Linked DNA regions of Mus musculus: region 1 is linked to region 2. Evidence: chromatin contacts called from public HiChIP or PLAC-seq data. All regions are on one chromosome and are shown on one strand. The core of a region is the stretch at or near the end of the contact, and the rest is flanking DNA. Distances in the headings are between cores, read along the strand shown.

Region 1 (6,259 bases), core at 2,912-5,411, 650 kb after region 2:
ATATATTCACTCTTTCCTCATCTTTCCACTATTTATTTATTTATTTATTTATTTATTTATTTATTTATTTTTCTCTTCATGACAGGGTTTTGCTGTGTAGATTTTGGCTGTCCTAGAAGTCACTCTGTAGACCAGGCTAGTCTTGGGCTCACAGAGATCCTACTGTCTCTGCCTCCCGCAAGGGTTGAGATTAAAGGTGTGCACCACCATTGCCTCGCATGTTTGGTTTTTTTGAGGCAAGGTCTCATGCAGCCCAAGATGACCTATGTAGCTGAGGATACCCTTGACCCTGACAGTTCCTGCCAACCCTCTGTGCCCACAGTCCACCGGAAGAGACACACATGTCCCCACACAATGACCACCAGGACTGAGCAAGGCTGGTCTGGGAGAGACTGAAGGTAGGTCTTGACCTGTTCTGTGAGAAATCAGAGAGGATTCTGCAGAGGAGGAGGCAGAACCCAGGTGGCTGGGGATAGGGTGGGGGCAGGTATATTTCATGTTTAAAGAAAAATGTCAGTCACAAATGATGGCCTTCTACGACCTGTCAGTCATTCCTGTACCTGTGTGGCTGCAGCAGGCAGGTTGGTCAGTTAAATCACACAGCCCTTCCTCCACACAGCATAGGCCCCTGTGCAGACTACAGTGGCATTCAGAGCTAGTGCTTAGACAAGAGTGTGGTCTATGGAAAGTGAGGGGCTCAGGGCATGGATCAGTGGTAGAGCCCCTGCCTAGAATCCCCCAGTGAGGGGCTGGGGGCGTGGCTCAGTGGTAGAGCCCCTGCCTAGAATCCCCCAGTGAGGGGCTGGGGGCGTGGCTTAGTGGTAGAGCCCCTGCCTAGAATCCCCCAGTGAGGGGTTGGGGGCGTGGCTCAGTGGTAGAGCCCCTGCCTAGAATCCCCCAGTGAGGGACTGGGGGTGTGGCTCAGTGGTAGAGCCCCTGCCTAGAATCCCCCAGTGAGGGGTTGGGGGCGTGGCTCAGTGGTAGAGCCCCTGCCTAGAATCCCCCAGTGAGGGGTTGGGGGTGTGGCTCAGTGGTAGAGCCCCTGCCTAGAATCCCCCAGTGAGGGGCTGGGGGCGTGGCTTAGTGGTAGAGCCCCTGCCTAGAATCCCCCAGTGAGGGGTTGGGGGTGTGGCTCAGTGGGAGAGCCCCTGCCTAGAATCCCCCAGTGAGGGACTGGGGGTGTGGCTCAGTGGTAGAGCCCCTGCCTAGAATCCCCCAGTGAGGGGTTGGGGGTGGTGGCTCAGTGGTAGAGCCCCTGCCTAGAATCCCCCAGTGAGGGACTGGGGGTGTGGCTCAGTGGTAGAGCCCCTGCCTAGAATCCCCCAGTGAGGGGCTGGGGGCGTGGCTCAGTGGTAGAGCCCCTGCCTAGAATCCCCCAGTGAGGGACTGGGGGTGTGGCTCAGTGGTAGAGCCCCTGCCTAGAATCCCCCAGTGAGGGGCTGGGGGCGTGGCTCAGTGGTAGAGCCCCTGCCTAGAATCCCCCAGTGAGGGACTGGGGATGTGGCTCAGTGGTAGAGCCCCTGCCTAGAATCCCCCAGTGAGGGGTTGGGGGCGTGGCTCAGTGGTAGAGCCCCTGCCTAGAATCCCCCAGTGAGGGGCTCAGGGCATGGATCAGTGGTAGAGCCCCTGCCTAGAATCCCCCAGTGAGGGACTGGGGATGTGGCTCAGTGGTAGAGCCCCTGCCTAGAATCCCCCAGTGAGGGGCTGGGGGCGTGGCTCAGTGGTAGAGCCCCTAGCTACCAAAACCCAATCCAAAACACTAAGACTCCCTGGCTGTACCGTGGATGCTTGGGTTTAAGGCTGCACAGAGTGGGGACTCCTTTGCAGTGGCTCTGGCAAGAGGGTGGAGGAATCTACTACGGAGGAAAAGACTTACCATGCCTGCATCTTCGTATAGTGTATAGTGCTGCGATGATGATGACTACAGCGAGGACAAAGACGATAAGAAAGATGTAGCCTAGGTGTAATCTTGTATTTTGCTGCATATTCTCAGGTTTCTCTGGAAAATGGGCAAGCAGGTGAGGATTAACCAGCTTTCATGTTACCCCTGCATCTTTGAAACAACGCCCCAAATCCCACCTCCCTCAGTCTACAGCGTCCAGGTGTTGACCACATTTTATGGCTATTACAGTGGGACGGTTTGTTTTAGTTTTCTGTTTTAAGAAAAGGGCTCATGTAGCCCAGGCTGACCACAAACTTGTTATGTAGCCAAGGATAACCCAGAACACCCCTTTTTCCTCCCTGTCTGTCTCCCAAGCACTGTGATTAAGGTGTATACCCCAGCACCCAGTAGATAGCATGCTAGGGTTTGAACCAGGGCCTCATGCCTGTTAAGCAAGCACTCTACCAAATAAACCACACCGTTGGCCCTGGCCATTCAGGCTCTCCATCCTTCTGGACCAGCCCTCCGAGGTGTCGAGAGGTGTGCATCCCTACGCCTGGCTTCAGAGATAAAAGATGTAAAGAAAATTCCTGGACCAGCACCCGGATCCAACCATACTCGAAGCTGCTCTTTCAACAACTTTATTTTCCCAAGTAAGAATTACAATTATTCATGTGCGTGTGTCTGCAGATGTGTGCACATGTGCCTTGCCATGGTGGGTAAGTGGAGGTTGGAAGACAACTTGTGCAAATTGGGTCTCTCCTCCCACTGAAGTGATGGGAATCGAACTCAGATCATCGGGCTTGGCAGCAAGCCCCTTCATCTGTTGAGCCATCTCTGTGTCTCTTGCCCTCCCCTTTAAGCCTTTCTTTGCTTAGTATGTTCAACACTCTCGGAAAGAGATTTCTGAGTTCCTCTGTGAAGACAATCTCTTATAAGCATCCCCTGTCAATAAATAAGCTTATGGCCAATGAGCTGAAGCAGGAAATAGGTGAGACATCCAGCAGGGGGAGAGCCAAGTGTGGGCAGACTGGGCCCCAGATATAGAGAAAGATCGTTGTATGTAACTAAGGACCAGGTAAACAGCCACGTGGCAGAACTTAGAATAGACTAACAGGTTTATTAAATTATAAACCAGTCGGGGAACATGCCTAGCTATATGGCCTAAGTATTTGTAAATACATGTGAGTGTCAGAGTCGTTATTTTCAGAAGTTTGGAGCTGAGAGGAAAGACATGCGCTTACAGAAAACTCCTTATTACATTCCTTGGTCAGAGGTTTCCCACACCTGCCCCAGACTGGGCTGGCGAAGTCTGCGACCTACGACTTGCTGTCATTCTTGGCCACCCCACCCACATCCCACTGCTAAGGGCCACCCTCCTGTACCCTCTCCTTCTTGTCTGAGGACTGACTACTCACCTTTAACAATGATGTGCACTTGGCCCTGCCCAGACCCTAGGGCATTGGTGACTTCGCACACAATGACCGTGTTATTGAGACCATCCTCTACGGTGGAGATTAGAAGCATATTGCCCTGGCGCTTAACAGAGTTGGGAAAGTCACCCGTGTTCCTAGGAAAGAGAGGATAGTGAGCAGGCAGCCTTTGGGATGGGACACAAATGGTGTGGCAGGGACACTGACCTGGCGCTGGCCACATACTGGCTTGGCTTTGGCAAGTCCTCGCCTCCTGCTGTTCCCTATACGGACACCAGAGGGCGCACGGACCCAGATCCGATACCAGGGCTCTCAGACAGAGCAAGCCTCAGGCTCTGCCCCCTCCTCTACCTGTGTACCTTTAACACGGACCTCCCGCTCATGCACTGAAACCTCACTTAGGTCTTGGCAGAAGCAGGGGCTGTTGGTGGCAGAAAAGCATTTGCATATGCCATTCTCTCTACCCACAATGCCCTTCCTCCGGTGCTGAGCTCTGCATGGCCTCATCCAGGCTTCTGCTCTCAGGCATAGCCTTGGCGACAGGATCTAGTCCCACTATTTCTACTGCAGCTCGGCCCTCCTTCCCTATTCCGCACCCCCTGATTTATCTATCCCAGACATTCATCTTTCCCAGACATTCTTTACAACTTTTATCTTGTTCAGAAACCCAGAGGCTTTGGCCAATCTTATGCATCAAGCTGGGTTGGAAGGTGGGCGCAAGGCCTAAGAAAGCAAACATCCGAGCAGGGAGGGAGCAGGTGTGGAAAGGAAGTGTGGAGTTCTGAGCCCTGAAATGACTCAGAGGTACTGTACCACTGAGTCAGGCTCCCAGGCCTTAGATGCCAAATGTTGATGTCATTTCCTTCCACTAAAAACTGGGAATGTGGCGTGGCCACTAACCACCATGGCATGCACGGTTGCGCAGCTAAAATATAAAATGATCATGTCATCCCACAATATAGACGGGTGTGTTCTATTTTTAGACAGAGTCTCACCATGCAACTCTGACTGGCTAGAATCTGCTCTGTAGACCAAGGCTGACCTTGAACTCATGGAGACCAGCTTGCCTCTGCCTCCTGAGTGCTGGCATTAAGGCATGCGCCACCACACCTGGCCCTGTGGACTGGTTAAATAACTGATGATATATAGAGTGTAGAATCTAACAACATGAAAACAACATGAGCTCTCTCGCTGAGCGCCGCCAACATGGTGTTCAGGCGTTACGTTACGTGGAGGTTGGCCGGGTGGCCTACATTTCCTTTGGGCCCCATCCTGGAAAGCTGGTCGCAACTGTAGGTGTTATTGATCAAAAGAGGGTGTTAGTGGACGGACCCTGCACTCAGTGAGGAAACAGGCCACGCCTTTCAAATGCATGCAGCTCACTGGCTTCATCCTCGAGTTCCCGCACAGTGCCCACCAGAACTATGTACCAAAAGCTTGGGAGAAGGCAGGCATCGATGCGAAGTGGGCAGCCACAAGATGGGCCAAGAAAATTGGTGCCAGAGAAAGGTTAGCCAAGATGACAGACTTTGATCATCTCAAAGTCATGAAGGCAAAGAAAACGAGGAACCGAATAATCAAGACTGAAGTAGAGAAACTTCAAAGAGCTGCTATTCTGAAAGCGGCTCACAAAAAGAGCAGCTGTTGCTCAGGCTGCCATTGTGGCAGCAGCAGCAGCAACTGCTACAGCTAACGTCCCAGCCAAGAAGGCTACAGGACCAGGCAAGAAGCCCGCAGCCCAGAAAGCACCTGTTCCAAAGGCAGCTGGCAAGAAAGCGGGAGGCTACACAAAGACGGTGGTAAAAAAAGAAAAAAGACAACAACATGAAAATGTGGGCAGGATCTAGTGGTGACCCCAGGAATCCTAGCAAGCAGTAGACTGAGGCAGCAGGGTCGTCAATTCTGTGGTACCAGAACCTGGCAACCTGAGGCAGGATTGCAATAAGTTCTAGGCCAGGCATGCTGAGGTCTATGTAAGGAAACTGTCTCAAAATAAATAAATAAATTAAAAAAAAAAAAGCACAAAAACGGGGCCAGTAAGATGACTCAACAGGTGGAAGGTGCTTGCCACCAAGTCTGACGAGAAAAAGGGATTCCTGCCTTCTGCCCTCCACATGTGCATGGTGGCACTGGCTGCCTGCTCCCCATAACATAAATGAATAAATGTAATAAAATTTTAAAACGCCAAAATTAAGGGCAGTGAAATATCAGTCAGAAACTCCTCGGCCTGGATTTTTGTTTTCTTTTGAGTATTCATTTGGAAAATTCCCATGACTGTGCATTTTTGGAAATTTCCCTACAAAGACCTTGGAGGAAACAGGGTTGTGAACTATGAGCTTGGATATGTTTATAAGGGGGGAGAGAAGATGTGCAAACTGCCCCTGGGACAAGATTACAGCTGCCGGGGACCAGAAAAATAGGGAGGGGTGGGGTGTGTGTGTGCGCAAAGGCACGAATATGGCATACATGCTTGTGACTAAGGAAAGGCTTTCAGGAAGTTGATGGCTATGCCTGAGTACATGCACTAATGGCTATGTTTGAAAGTTTTAGAATGGTTCATCCAACGTATTTCTGAAATAAAGAAGCCTAATAAAAATTATGTTAAATTATTTATACATTGGGCAGGTGCCAGAGAACTTGCCTTGAATCCCCCAGTGAGGGGCTGGGGGCAAGGCTCGGTAGGAGAGCCCCTGCCTAGAATCCCCCAGTGAGGGGCTGGGGTGTGGCTCAGTGGTAGAGCCCCTGCCTAGAATCCCCCAGTGAGGGGCTGGGGGCGTGACTCAGTGGGAGAGCCCCTGCCTTGAATCCCCCAGTGAGGGGCTGGGGGCATGGCTCAGTGGTAGAGCCCCTGCCTAGAATCCCCCAGGGAGGGGCTGGGGGCGTGGCTCAGTGGTAGAGCCCCTGCCTAGAAACCCCAGTGAGGGGCTGGGGGCGTGGCTCAGTG
Region 2 (5,869 bases), core at 517-3,016:
CAACAACTCGGAAGGAGTTAGCAGTGGGGTTGTGGTAGATCTGGACGCGGCTGAAGGCCTGGGGACCAGTGCCAGCAGGGAGCCATCGCTTGTTGCTGTCATCATAAAGCATCACAGTAGCCCGGCTGGAACAGATGACCGTCTCGCTGCCAGGGGAGAAAACAGAGGGGCCAGTCACATTCTCCTTAGATCCATATAGTAGATACAGGAACTGATTGCAGCCTGTACATGAATATACAGGGGTGTGGCTGTACATGCATGACTGGGAGTGTTGCTCAGTGGTTAGAGACCCTGACTAGAAACCCCAATGAGGGGCTGGGGGTGTGGCTCAATAGTAGCGTGTTTGCCCAGCTTGCTGGCCCGGGCCCTTGGTTGAATCCACAGTACTATAAAAGAAGATAGGTTGATAGGTGAGTAGTACCATGTAGTGAACAGATAGGCAGGCCACACACAGGAAGAGGCAGAAAAGAGATAAAGTAGGGTCCATAAGGCTTGAGCTGGCGACCAGAGAGCTTGCTCGAGGTCCTGGGCTCAGCCTCTACAGCCTTAATCAAAAGTGGATACAGGCCGACTAGAAAGGACAGAGCTGCCAGGACTAGCAGACGGCCCGGGAGTGAGCCGAGAACAGCCTCTGCCTGGCCTTAGTTTCCCTATCTCTACCACCTCTCCACCCCCACCTCAGGTCAGATAAGAAGGGCGGAGTGTGAGGGCAGATCCCAGGGCCCTGGAATTGCCTCCCCTGAGGCCACATTTATTGGCCACCTGGTCCATCTGGTTCCCCAGGGCCCAAACAGCCATTTGGCACAAATTCCTGGCTGCACTGTCACACCCTGTGGCTGGGGATGGAGACACAGAGGTGGCCCAGACAGACTGCCCTGCCACCAGGGAGCAGCTGGTCCAGCCTTGGGGGGGGGGGGCAGTGCCGAGGAGGCCACTGGCTGATGTAGGAAAACAACAGCTCAAATATAGAGTCAGATACCACAGACCTTGGTTCAAATTCTCCACCAAACCCTTCTTCCACATGACCAGAGAGCTCCTCATGTCTCTCATCTGTCACTTAGGGAAGACATGATGGTCCCTACCTCCTGAAGGCTGTGATCTGGTTAAAGTACTAGGCACGGCACAGTACCTAGTATACACTGGGGTACTGAGGGCTTGGTCACTGTCACCACTGAGGCACCCTGCACTCACCCAGTCAGTACTGAGTGCTCAGTACTATCAGTACTAGGGTTCCCTGAACATCTCCATCACACAAGACCCCCACAAACACACCTGTCCTCCTGGAAGACTCAGTTCTCCAGGGCAGGCAGTAAGGCTTGCAGACAGGAAGTAACTTGGTCAAGGTCACATACAGACAGGGGAAGTTGGGGGGAGCTCAGGCCCCACCCACCCCCACCAGACAGGGGAAGTGGGGGGAGTTCACCCCATCTCCACCAGGCTTTTTCCTGAAAAGAAGAAGTTTGTGGTTTCCAGGGGAGAGAAACTTCACCCCACAATGGCAGGGCTGGGGGCTGGGACGTGACGCCATGCTGTGAGAATTTATCAGGGAAAGCCCCTTGGGGGCTAGACACCCCAGCTTTGCATGTATGCTGCTTTATTACCAGCTCTTTAGCTGGGCCCACGCCTCAAGCCTAGCTAGGTCACTCCTCCTGTCCCACTGTGTCCCTTCAGGGTGGATGGCACTCTACCTGGATACAGACAGCGGAGAGGGCCCAGAGAGGCGGAGTGTTCTATCCTCAGTCACACAGGCACAGAGCAGCTCAGAGAGAGGCTCTGATGTCAGATGAGCTGGCTGCCAGGTCCCACTCTTAACCCCACTCTTAACCGCAGACGGAGCTGTGGGTCCTTCCCAAACATCAGGGGCCACGTGAAACAAGCATAGCTTCAAGGGACTGTTTCTGGCCCAGGCACCCTTGGCAGGGCAGGGCTGAAGCCTCACCCACACCTGCCACCCACACCCAGAGCCAACTCTGGCCACACGCCCAGGGTAGACTCGGCATCACTGCCCCACCCAGATGCACTTTGGCCTCTCAGGTGGTCCTGCCCTGACATGGCTCTAGTACTGAGGGAATACTGCTGTCTGCATAACCCTGGGCTGGGTCCTAACCTCAACTAGACCTTAAAGATGATCTTATAGAAGGACCTTCTTAAGACCCAATCTCAGAGTCCAATCCGTCCCCATGTCCCTGTCCCCTCCCACTCACCCCTTCACCCACTCCCCCAACCCCTCCCCAAATCCTGTCTCCTCCCCATCCAAGGTTTGTGAGGTCCCCTGTGCTCCAGTCTCTCCTTCCCTCTTGCCTTTGCTCAGTCTGTTCCAACCTTTACATTCCGTTCCAACATCCCCTTTCCACTTGCACATTCCCCCCACCCCCAGCCACCACCACCACCACCACCACCGGCTCTGCCTAGATGTCCTCCCTTCCCAGAGTTCCTCCCTGACCACTTCATCTGCACACCCCCTTTCTGCTTGACAATCTTTTGTTCCGAGACACCCTTGTAACTCAAGCCCAGGATAAAAACAAAAACCAGAACCAGCCTCAGCTGGATGGGGCCTGCGCCCAGTCATCCTAGCACTCAGGAGGCTGACGCAAGAGGATCTCACGTTTGAGGCCAGCAGGCCAGGCTGGCTGCGCCGCACAGTGAGACCCTGTCTCAAGGAAATGAAACACCAAACCAGGACCGGCAAGATGGCTCAGCAGCTGAAGGTGCCTGCCTCTGAGCCTCGGGACCTGAGCTCGAGGCTGGTTCAGGGAGAGACAGACTACCAGGAGCTGTCCTCTGACCTCCACACACCCGAAGTCAAAATAAACTATTTTTTTTTCCAAATCCTTAAAAAAGAAAAGGTTAAGAAATAAATGTGAATGTAGGTCAAAAGCGTGAAGCCTTGGAAGTGTGACTTCCCCAGGCCCCTGTCACCTGAGAAGCTGCGCACATCACTTGCCTATGAGTGAGTATATTTAGGCGTCCCACCTTTTTAAAGCAGCACCCCCATGATCTACACTTCTTCCTTCATACCTTGCCCTTTTAAAATTATCAACCAGACTGTTTTCTCATCTTTCAATGTACATGAATTCAAGAGGGAGCCTCTCTGTTCGTTCGTTCGCTGTGTGATCTTTGCCCAAGTGTCTTCACCTCTCTGTGCCTGCATTTCATCATCTGTCAAGGGGCTGAGGCTTGAATCTAGCTCATCTGATTGCTGAGTAGTTCGTCGGGAAATTGGAGCCCAATGCTTGGAACAGTGTTGTCGACCTTCAAAATGTCAGCAGCTACTGTTGAGTCTGCTGTTTACAACTGCTGAGTACTGCCTAGTGCTGGGTACCACTCTAGGTTCTTGAGATGCACTGGGGAGCCAAAGGGATCCTTGGGGACCCGATGTTTTGGCAAAGGATAATAAAGGGTAGCAGTTCTGGGCTGGAGAGCCCTGTACTTGGGAGGCAAGGGCAGGACAGCCCTTGTAGGCTTGCGGCCAGCCTGGGTCACATGGTGAGACCCTGTCCCAACAAGGAGCTGGAGTGGAAAATCCCCACAGGAGGTATATACCTGTGACCCCAGCTCTTGGGAGATGGAGGCAGGAGGATCTGGAATCCATGGGAGCAGTGAAGGGCTGGCAAGATGGCTCAGTGGGTAAAGGTGCTTGCTGCTAACCCTGATAACCAGAGTTCGATCCCCAGAAACTTCACAGTGGAAGGTGAGTCTCTTTCCTCCCTGGGCAGCCGGTTCCAGACCTGCCCTCCTTCCATGTAGCTTCATGTCCCATGCCTCAGTTTCCCAGACCTGGAGTTCCCAACACTCTGAGTCCATTAGATAAAAGGAAACAACACAGACTCAAACCCACAACCCTGCAGCTGACAGACTCCACCTTGGCAGCTGGGAACCCTAAGAGTGAGGGAGCCTCTGAGGACAGAGGTGGCCAAATACTGGTAGTCCCCTCTATTGCTACCCGCCCACAACCTTAACCCACCATCTCCTTGCACCCTTAACCTTGTCTGTCTGTCTGTCTGTCTCTCTCTCTCTCTCTCTCTCTCTCTTTCACACACACACACACACACACACACACACACACACACACACACTGAACTCTTAAGTCTCTGATGCAGGCTGGCCTCCAACTTGCTATGTAGCAGAGGATGACCTTATGGGAGGTTAGTGTTAATGGTAAAAGTATGTTATTTGTACAAAAAACCAAACCCATAGATGGTTCTAGTTTTCTTTTTTTGTAATACTACTAGATTTAGACAGTCCTAGGTACAAATTCAAACTTTTACCACCTCTAAACTGATTTTCATATATTTTTGAGACTGGGACTCAATAGCCCAAGGGCCTCCAGCTCTTGGTCTTCCTGTAGTCACCTCCTGAGTACTGCCTTAGAGGCATGAGTCACCACATCGTACTCCCAAACCATTAAACTTTAACAGGCCATTTCCTTAACACCACTGCACCTCAGTTTTACTACCTGTAAAATGGGGGTAAGACCGGGAGCACATGCTTGTACTAGCACTGCACTCAACTGCGGTGGAGATTTAAAACGGAACCAGACTCATATTACCCCACCTGGCAGGAAGAGTGATTGAACCTGCTACATCACTTAAAAAGAAAAGAAAAGAAGAACCGCTGCTCATGTTATTGCAAGAGGAAAGGAGTGAGGCACATTCTTTCAGAATTCTGCCCAAGAGCCCTCAGACCTCTGACCCCTTCTCTGCCTTTCCCAGCTCCCGGATGCAGCAGACACTCGGCAAATATTTGTCAAACTGGGAGAAAAAGAACCGTATCTTGTAATTTTCCATCTCAACCACCTCCCTTCCCACTCCCCCTAGGGCTGTCCCCAGTCAAACCAGTCCTGCCCCCTTCCCCACCACAGCATAAGACCTCTGAGGGCGCTGGAGCCAAGATTCAAAGTCTTGGGGGCAGGGCTCAGTTTACCCAGCTGGGAATAAGGAAATAAGGAATGGGTCGGGGTCTCTGTCTCTAATCCTAGCTGTCCTTGGAGAAGTGACACAGCCCAGCAATTGACCAAGGACGAGGGAGACCCTTTCCTAAGAGGGTGGGGGATTCCTTCAACTTGTGCCTACCCTCAGGGGAGGGAGGGAGGTTTGGCACTGGCCACAGCCAGAGCGGGGCGGGCTGCAGGAGGACCGGGGCTGGGGGTGGGAGTGCAGGGGGCCGGCCTAGACGTTGCTCCTGCCCTTTTACGGTCTCAGCGAGTGAGGCGGCACTAACTCGGACATCCGCCATCCGCCTTCCACCGGGCCTGGGACCGGAAACGGGTGGGGGTGGGGCGGGGCTGGGGGCAGCGGGGCGCAGTGGAGGAACTGACCCCCTTTAGGGGGACAGAGCTCCCATGGGGGAGGGAAGGCCAGGCAGGAAGTCTCCAGGGTGTCTCAATGTACCCCTTCTTGCTCCAAATCCCAACACTCCCACAAGCCAAGGGACAGACTTGGGAGGCCGGGAGGGAGGGAGGGGTCCTAGCTCAGGGTCCTAGAGAGGAATGTCACCTAGATGTCAGAGGGCAAGACTGGAGGATGTGCACATGGGAGGTTAAGCCCAAACTGTCCCCAGGAGACTCCTCCTCCAGCCAGGGGCTTTGGGGCAGGAAGTCCCAGCCAAAGTGGAGGAAGGGAGACAGTATTGTCAAGATGTGGCCCCAAGGGAGAGATTATGGGGGGGTGGGGGTGGCTGGGGCTGAGAGGAGGGGAGGCCTCTGTCAGGCCAGGCCCCGCCCTCAGGTGAGCCCAGGAGTTCAGGGCAAGTCCCAGGGAAGACATACAAAAAAAAAAAAAAAGAAAGAAAAAAGAAAAAAAAAATCTTTGTATCCCCCTCACCTACAAGATTAAATTCCTAGGAAGAGAGCTGGAAGAAGCTAGTGAGC

Evidence for each region. HiChIP or PLAC-seq counts read pairs in DNA pulled down with a chosen protein or histone mark.
Region 1: an HNF4G HiChIP or PLAC-seq map of pancreatic cancer cells shows a contact between it and region 2. The contact joins two enhancer-like sites. A contact is called at or near these places in 3 of 39 promoter capture datasets (frontonasal cranial neural crest, maxillary cranial neural crest and pre-B cells) and 1 of 115 datasets of contacts at active chromatin or transcription factors (pancreatic cancer cells).

The regions. Positions count from the first base shown.
Region 1 is chr7:19,907,305-19,913,563 of GRCm38.p6, forward strand. Pvr (poliovirus receptor) reads right to left here. Exons shown (of 8, transcript NM_027514.2): 5 at 3,301-3,452; 6 at 1,877-1,999. It also overlaps the pseudogene Gm16184. Among named protein-coding and RNA genes, the nearest start is that of Pvr, 11 kb to the right of the region's middle. Within about 2 kb of position 4,162, at least 85 of the 459 cell types and tissues checked have an H3K27ac peak or open chromatin away from gene starts, as enhancers often do. A contact at or near this core is called in pancreatic cancer cells, where this site is marked.
Region 2 is chr7:19,264,680-19,270,548 of GRCm38.p6, forward strand. Vasp (vasodilator-stimulated phosphoprotein) reads right to left here. Exons shown (of 13, transcript NM_009499.3): 2 at 1-146. Among named protein-coding and RNA genes, the nearest start is that of Vasp, 4.2 kb to the right of the region's middle. Within about 2 kb of position 1,767, at least 198 of the 459 cell types and tissues checked have an H3K27ac peak or open chromatin away from gene starts, as enhancers often do. A contact at or near this core is called in pancreatic cancer cells, where this site is marked.